Linked DNA regions of Sus scrofa: region 1 is linked to region 2. The links are chromatin contacts, called in public Hi-C maps. All regions are on one chromosome and are shown on one strand. The core of a region is the stretch at or near the end of the contact, and the rest is flanking DNA. Distances in the headings are between cores, read along the strand shown. Region 1 has its middle 120 kb from the start of SLCO3A1. Region 2 overlaps SLCO3A1 (solute carrier organic anion transporter family member 3A1).

Region 1 (3,791 bases), core at 777-3,276, 350 kb after region 2:
GATGGACATTTAGGTTGTTTCCATGTCTCGGCTGTTATGAATAGTGCTGCAATGAACATGCAGGTGCATGTGTCTTTTTCAAGGAAAGTTTTGTCTGGATATGTGCCCAAGAGTGGGATTACTGGGTCATATGGTCGTTCTCTATATACTTTTCTAAGGTACCTCCATACTGTTCTCCATAGTGGCTGTACCAACTTACATTCCCACCAAAACTGCAGGAGGATTCCCTTTTCTCTGCACCCCCTCCAGCATTTATTATATGTGTACTTATTAATGATGGCCATTCTGACTGGTGTGAGGTGGTATCTCATGGTAGTTTTGATTTGCATTTCTCTAATAATCAGTGATGTTGAGCATTTTTTCATGTGCTTGTTGGCCATCCATACATCTTCCTTAGAGAACAGTCTATTCAGGTCTTTTGTCCATTTTTCCATTGGGTTGTTGGCTTTTTTGCTGTTGAGTTGTATAAGTTGCTTGTATATTCTAGAGATTAAGCCCTTGTCTGGTGCATCATTTGAAACTATTTTCTCCCATTCTGTAAGTTGTCCTTTTGTTTTCTTTTGGGTTTCCTTTGCTGTGCAAAAGCTTGACAGTTTTATTAGGTCCCATTGGTTTATTTTTGCTTTTATTTCTGTTGCTTTGGGAGACTGATCTGAGAAAATATTCGTAAGGTTGATGTCAGAATGTTTTGCCTATATTCTCTTCCAGGAGTTTGATGGTATCTTCTCTTATATTTAAGTTTTAAGCCATTTTGAGTTTATTTTGGTGCATGGTGTGAGGGTGTGTTCCAGTTTCATTGATTTGCATGTAGCTGCCCAGGTTTCCCAGCAATACTTGCTGAAAAGAATTTTTCCCATTTTATGTTCTTGCCTCCTTTGTCAAAGATTAATTGATCACAAGGGTCTGGGTTTATTTCTGGGTCTCTATTCTGTTCCATTGGTCTGTATGTCTGTTTTGATACCAGTACCACACTGTCTTGATGACTGTAGCTTTGTAGTATTTCTTGAAGACTTGGAGAGTTATGCCTCCTGCTTGGTTTTTTATTCCTTGGAATTGGCAATTCTGGGTCTTTTGTGGTTCCATATAAATGTTTGGATTGTTTATTCTAGTTCTGTGAAAAATGTCATGGGATAGAAAACCCTAAGGTCCCAACCCCAAAACTACTCGAACTGATCAATAAATTCAGCAAAGTAGCAGGATATAAGAATAACTTTCAGAAGTCAGTCACATTTCTGTATAACAATGAAATATTAGAAAATGAATACAAAAATACAATGCTTTTTAAAATTGTGCCTCAAAAAATCAAATAACTGGGAATACACCTGATCAAGGATGTAAAGGACTTACATGCTGAGAGCCATAAAACATTAATCAAGGAAATTAAAGAAGATGCAAAGAAATGGAAAGATATTCCATGCTCCTGGGTTGGAAAAATTAATATTGTAAAAATGGCATACTACCCAAAGCAATCTACAGATTCAATTCAATCCCTATTTATTTGCTTGTTAATTATTGTTTTCCTCTACTGGGATATCAACTCCACAAGAGCACATTATCTGCCTATCTCATTCATTTCTCTATCCTCTATGCATGGAACAGTGAATATCATGTAATAGGTACCTAATAAACATTTGTTGAAGACATAATTCATTGTAAGGCCTCTTTTAGCTCTAATATTTTATCCTTCACTGTGTCAATATGCATTCAATAACTGCTAGGTATTCTTATGATGGCATATTGTATTTCAACTCATCACATAGTCTACATAGCTCAGGGGTTCTAGAACACTTTTTATTTTCTGAGTCTAGGGAATCTCTTTTATTTTTTATTTTTTAAATTAAAAATTTTTTTTGGCCACCCACAAGGCACATGGAAGTTCCTGGGCCAGGGATCAAATCTGAGCCAGCTATGCCAAGTATGCCACAGCTGAAGCAATGCTGGATCTTTAACCCACAGTACAGGGCTGGGGGTCAAACCAGCACCTTCACAGAGACAAGCTGGATCATTAACCCACTGCACCACAGCGGGAACTCCCTAGGCAATCTCTTTTAATGAGACAGCCAGCTGTGGAGCAGAATAGCTATGAACTTTAGGATCAGTCAGCAAATCTAAGTAACTATGAGCCAGTATGAGGTCCATAATCATTTTTCTAATGTTTGCCATATATGCACAAACACCACACACACACACACACACACACACACACACACACACACAAGCATGGCATTTGCTTTTTAGAATTCCAGAGGGGCACATGCATGGTGCCTTTTGCCCAAGTGAGAATGGGCCTTTGTAACCAGGGAAAGGACCTGGTCTCAGTCCAGTGCAGCACTGGTAAATTCCTCAGCCAAAGATCAAGAACAGGGACATAGTGTTCTGTTAAACCCTTGTGTCTGGGTTATCTTAACTCCTCAGTTCCCATGTCCACTTGACCCCAGTTGGTGTCACAGGAATAGGAGCCAGTCTCCATCTACTGGGCAGACTGAGGTCCAGTCAAGAGTGGGCATCTATAACCCTCCATACTGGTTAACAATAGAACAATTGTATTCAAGATTGAGCTGGCCAAAGGGTCACTGGCTAGGGGCCATTTTGAGGGGAGCAGTCTTCAATTTATGTTTTAAACAAAAAGTGACCCAAACAAAGAAATTATAGACTTTTTATAGACCATCAACCATAGCTTCATTTTTTTTTTTTTCCTCTTTGTTAGATGGCCTCAGAACCTGAGTTTCTTGTCTTGGCTACATCATGAGGGCCAAATGGCAGATAGAGGGCAATTGTGTGGGGAGACAATGAAGAGGGGACTTTCTTGAAGATACTCTTATTATCTCTCAAACCCACCTCATCCTGGGAAGCTTGCTTTGCAGAGAGGTGTGAGTGCCTCACTTGAGCCCTCTCTGGGACCCTCCTGGGGGGTCTTCTAAAGTCATTCCCTATTGGCAATATCTTGGTGTCATTCTCCTGATGGGCTCAAGCTCCTTCCCCCGGGGGCCTGAGCTCAAAGTGAGGAAAAGTAGCCCCATCTCCTTCCTACCCTGTCCTCTCAATCTGCACAAGACAAACACATGGGCCCATGTAAAATTCTCTGCTGAACAAGGAAGGACATTTTTGGAAAGTAAATTCAAAGTAAGAAAGACAACAGATAGTGGTATAGCCATTTTAAAACTTCTTAGCTGCACCCAATGGAAGTTACATCTAAATATAGGTAAATATACACCTGGATATAGGCAAAGAAGCTTTAGCTGCAGTTCCTCACTTACACGGACTCTTTACGAGGCCCTGGAAGTAGGCTTAGCAATGTGTTCAATTGCCTGTAGATCTTTGTACAACATGAAGTAAGTTTTTTTTTTTGTTTTTTTTTTTTGGCCACCTCATGGCATATGGAGTTTCTGGGCCAGGGATCAGATCTGAGCTGCAGTCGCTGCAATGTGGGATCCCAACCCACTATGGGGGGCCTGCGATCAAATGCACGTCCCAAAGCTCCCAAGACAGTGCTGATCCCACTGTGCAAGAGCTCCAGAAGTAAGATATGTTAATTGCAAGCAATTAAGAACCACTACCATTTCATTTTACTCTCTGTCATACACCTGGCCTGATTCAGGGACATTAACACCTGTATTTCAATGTAAAATATGTTATGTGGTTGCTCTCAACACACACTGCTGTATAGTTACTAATAGCTGTTCTGTAACAGAATGGCTTCAAGGAATAGATATTGTGCCCTATGTGCTGATTCACCCAGCATTGTCACACAAAGGAGCATGTCCCAAGATCATAAGAAGATCTCATATGGA
Region 2 (3,574 bases), core at 765-3,264:
TACACAGTAGAAGTGGATTTGAACTCAGGCCTCCAGGACCACCTAGGTTCTCAGAGAAAGAACAGACAGGGAGTTTCTGTTGTGGCTCGGTGGTTAATAAACTCGACTAGTATCCATGAGGGTGTGGGTTCGATCCCTGGCCTCGCTCAGTGAGTTAAGGATCCGGCGTTGCCTTGAGCTGTGATGTAAGCCGGCAGCTCCACCTCCAGTTTGACACCCTGGCTTGGGAACCTCCGTGTGCTATGGGTTCAGCCCTTAAAAAAAATAAAGCCGGTGATTCTAGAAAGTAATGATAGTTTTATTGTGATATCACAAATGTAGCTCTGAAGGCTTTAATGAAAAGAAGAGTCCCAAAATTATTTAGATAAATAAAGCATTTGGGGATAAGATATTGAAGGATCTTGATTAAATTTAAAAATTCTGATACAGTTATACCTCATAAGGTGAAATAATGTTGACCATTCTTTGAAAGTTGTATTTAGACTTGACATTTAGTTTCAGAGCTATGGACACCCCCAAAATAATTATCATATATCTGGTAAGTATAAGAAAAAGGATGGGAGTTCCCATCATGGCTCAGTGGAAATGAACCTGACTAGTATCCATGAGGATGCAGGTTCGATCACTGGCCTCACTCAGTGGGTTACGGATCCGGCATTCCCGTGGGCTGTGGTGTAGGTCACAGATGTGGCTCAGATCTTATGTTGCTGTGGCTGTGGTGTAGGCTGGAGGCTACAACTCCAATTGGACCCCTAGCCTGGGAACCTTCATATGTCACGGGTGTGGCCCTTAAAAGACCAAAAAAAAAAAAAAAAAAAAAAAAAAAATCAGACAGGATCTCATGGTGAAGCCTTTGGAAACAGCCAGACATGTCTGGGAACAAGAATATCCGCCTTGCAGGACAGTGAGACTTAGAGGTAGTGCGTGCAAAGCTTCTGGTACCTAGACTATACATGCTTTCTAGAATTTTCTTTGTGTCTTTGGGATGATGAGTCCAAGACAGGAGGCCTGCAGGGCTGGTCTTCCCAGGCATGTGCCTGCTTCCTTAGCTGGTCTCAGAGCAATTTAGACCCTGGAGGGTCTCCTCAAGTCGGCAGCAAGCAGGAAGCTGGGGTCGACTGTGGCTCTTCCCCACTAGAGGGCAGCGCCGGCTCAGAAGAGAGAGAGAGCTCAGGTTTGCAGAACTTCCTTGTCCAACTGCCCACCAAGCCCTCAGTCAGAGAATTGCTTTTCTCTTCTCTCACTTGCCTTCCGTGCCCTCAATTTATCTAAATGTATTCTTCCATCTCGAAATCTGCAGGCTGAAATTTCTCCTCTAAGAAGGAACATTCTGCATCATACGTACATGAATAAAACATGATGCATAAACAGCAGGCAGCCTGCAAAACATGCGATACCTATTTATCCGGTGGCCTCTGCCAACAGCCTGACAGCATTACATAACTGCCCTTGCTTAGCTAGGAGGGGGAGGGGGAGGCGGAGGGGAGAGGATGAAGGGGTGACCATTTGCTGAACACAGATAATGGGCCAGACAGTGCACGCAATTGGTGTAATAGCATTGTCCCCATGGCAAAGTTTATAAACAAAACTAAATAAAACACTCATGTTGCTAAGGCTGCCAGAGCTTACGGGCCCCTCCCACCAGTATCATACATGTTGCCTCCAAGGTCAGCTATGTTACTGGGTCTCAAAGTTGGGTGCATTTTAGAATCACCTGGGAAACTTAATACTAACCCCCAGGCCCTGCCCCCTGAGAGCTGATGTAGGGGGTCTGGGGTGCAGCCCAGGCCTGGGGATTTTTTTTCCAGGCTCTCCAGGTGATTCTATGTGCAGCCAAGTTGAGAAGCACTGGCCCTGCCCTTGCTGACCTTGCCCAAGGAATCAGCTGGGACCCAAAATGCATCTAGGCATGTGGGAAAAGGGAAGGATGTCAGAGCCATCTGATGTCAGCTCTGCGAGGTGGAGGCATGTGGCCAGACCTGGTCACCGTGCATAGTGGCAGAACCCAAGTTGCTCTTGTGCAGCCAGCCAAAGCAGCCCTGCATGCCACCACAACTGTGCGCTCCGCTCCAGAACCCTGCCTGGCATACCCGACCTCGGTGCTGCCTGTGTTCCAGGCTTCCCTGCTGGTTTTCAACCCAGCTTCTCGCTTTCCTCCAGGCCCTGGTCAGTGCATCAAAGCTCTCCCCTCCACTTAAAGCCTGCCTTGAATACCACCTCCTCCAAGGAGCCTTCCGAGATTTTCTTTCTTCTTCCTTCTTCTCTCTTCTGCCATGGTACCTAGTCTGAGACTTTTCCTATAGTTCTGCTTACTGTCTTCCTGGATGCAAAAATAAAGTTTCATGGAGTAGGCGTGCTGTAATAACTGTAGACTCATGGAAGGCAGAGATTTTTTTTTTTTTAAGGAAAAAAAAAATCCTATTTTCCATAGAGGGGGATGCAGTCCTTTGCCTGGACAAGGGACTCCATGTTTGTCTGTTGAACCATGAACTGATGACCACCCAGTCCCAGGAGAGGCGGGGAGCCCTGGCACCCTGGAGAACCATGTATCTAATGAAAGCATCTACAAGGCCAGGATTCTTAGAATGCTCGGCAAGAGTCAGTAATTGGTCAAAGCTACAGTTGTTGCTGGTCTTGTTTCTCAGTCCAGCTAAGAGAAGCTTCTCTCCCCACCCTCCTGCCCAGCAGGGCCTCGCCAGGGTGAGGGCACATGTCTCTTTGTCTGGCCAGCTGCTGGGCCTCTGGATGTGACGCCCACTATCAGGAGGAGCCAGGCCATGACTCCTCATACAGAGCCCCGTGGGGCTGAAGTGTCACAGCTGGAACTACCAGCACATCGCTTTCTTTGCGGCAGGTACCGAGGAGCAGGGCTGGAGCTGGCTGGCTCTCTTCAAAGCAAGTGAGATCGGCCTGCCCTTCCTCATCCCCCGTGAAAGCCCCGGGAAAGCTGTGGGTCCAAGCATGCTGAGACCACACTGGCTGATGAAATGAGAAAAGGCTGCGGGCAGAGCAAGGGCCAGGAAGCCACGAGCCACACAAGCAGGAAACCCACTCTAATAAACAAGAGACTGCTTCTTCCTGAAGGGCCCACATCCTGTTTGCAAGCTAAGTAGGGTCTTCCCAGAAGTTCTCTCTAGAGATCCTCTGAGCTCGAAGGGCAGCAGGGTTCCTGGCTTCCTGTTGTTCCTGCCCTTTGCCTCCAGCAGGGGGCAGTGGAGAGATGGCCCGGCCTGGAGTCCTCCAGAGTCAGCTTGGGTGCAGAGCCACTACAGAAGGAGGCTGTGCTCAAGGCACTCACCCTCCCTCAGCCTTGGCATCTCCAGCTGTCAAATGGAGCAAGCACCTGCCTTGCTTACCTCCTGCTGGGGGATGAACTGTGCCCCACCTCCATCCATTTGTGTAGGTCCTATCACTTCCATCCTGCCCCACAAAGGACCTCGGCATGTGGCCTCTAAGGAGGTGATTAAGTCAGAATGGAGCCCTTAGGATGGACTCTAATCCACCAGGACTGGTGTCCTTATAAGAAGAGGAGACATCAGACATGGGGAGAGAAAATGCCTGTGAAGCACAGGGA

What was found. A called contact is a pair of places that touch in the nucleus more often than the background predicts.
Region 1: a Hi-C map of heart right ventricle shows a contact between it and region 2, with 8 times the contacts expected there. The contact joins two enhancer-like sites. A contact is called at or near these places in 2 of 47 Hi-C or Micro-C datasets (embryonic fibroblasts and heart right ventricle) and 1 of 2 datasets of contacts at active chromatin or transcription factors (skeletal muscle).

The regions. Positions count from the first base shown.
Region 1 is chr7:87,222,040-87,225,830 of Sscrofa11.1, forward strand. No RefSeq gene overlaps it. Among named protein-coding and RNA genes, the nearest start is that of SLCO3A1, 120 kb to the left of the region's middle. Within about 2 kb of position 2,027, at least 4 of the 83 cell types and tissues checked have an H3K27ac peak or open chromatin away from gene starts, as enhancers often do.
Region 2 is chr7:86,867,432-86,871,005 of Sscrofa11.1, forward strand. The region is part of intron 2 of SLCO3A1 (solute carrier organic anion transporter family member 3A1); the gene reads right to left. Among named protein-coding and RNA genes, the nearest start is that of SLCO3A1, 230 kb to the right of the region's middle. Within about 2 kb of position 2,015, at least 25 of the 83 cell types and tissues checked have an H3K27ac peak or open chromatin away from gene starts, as enhancers often do.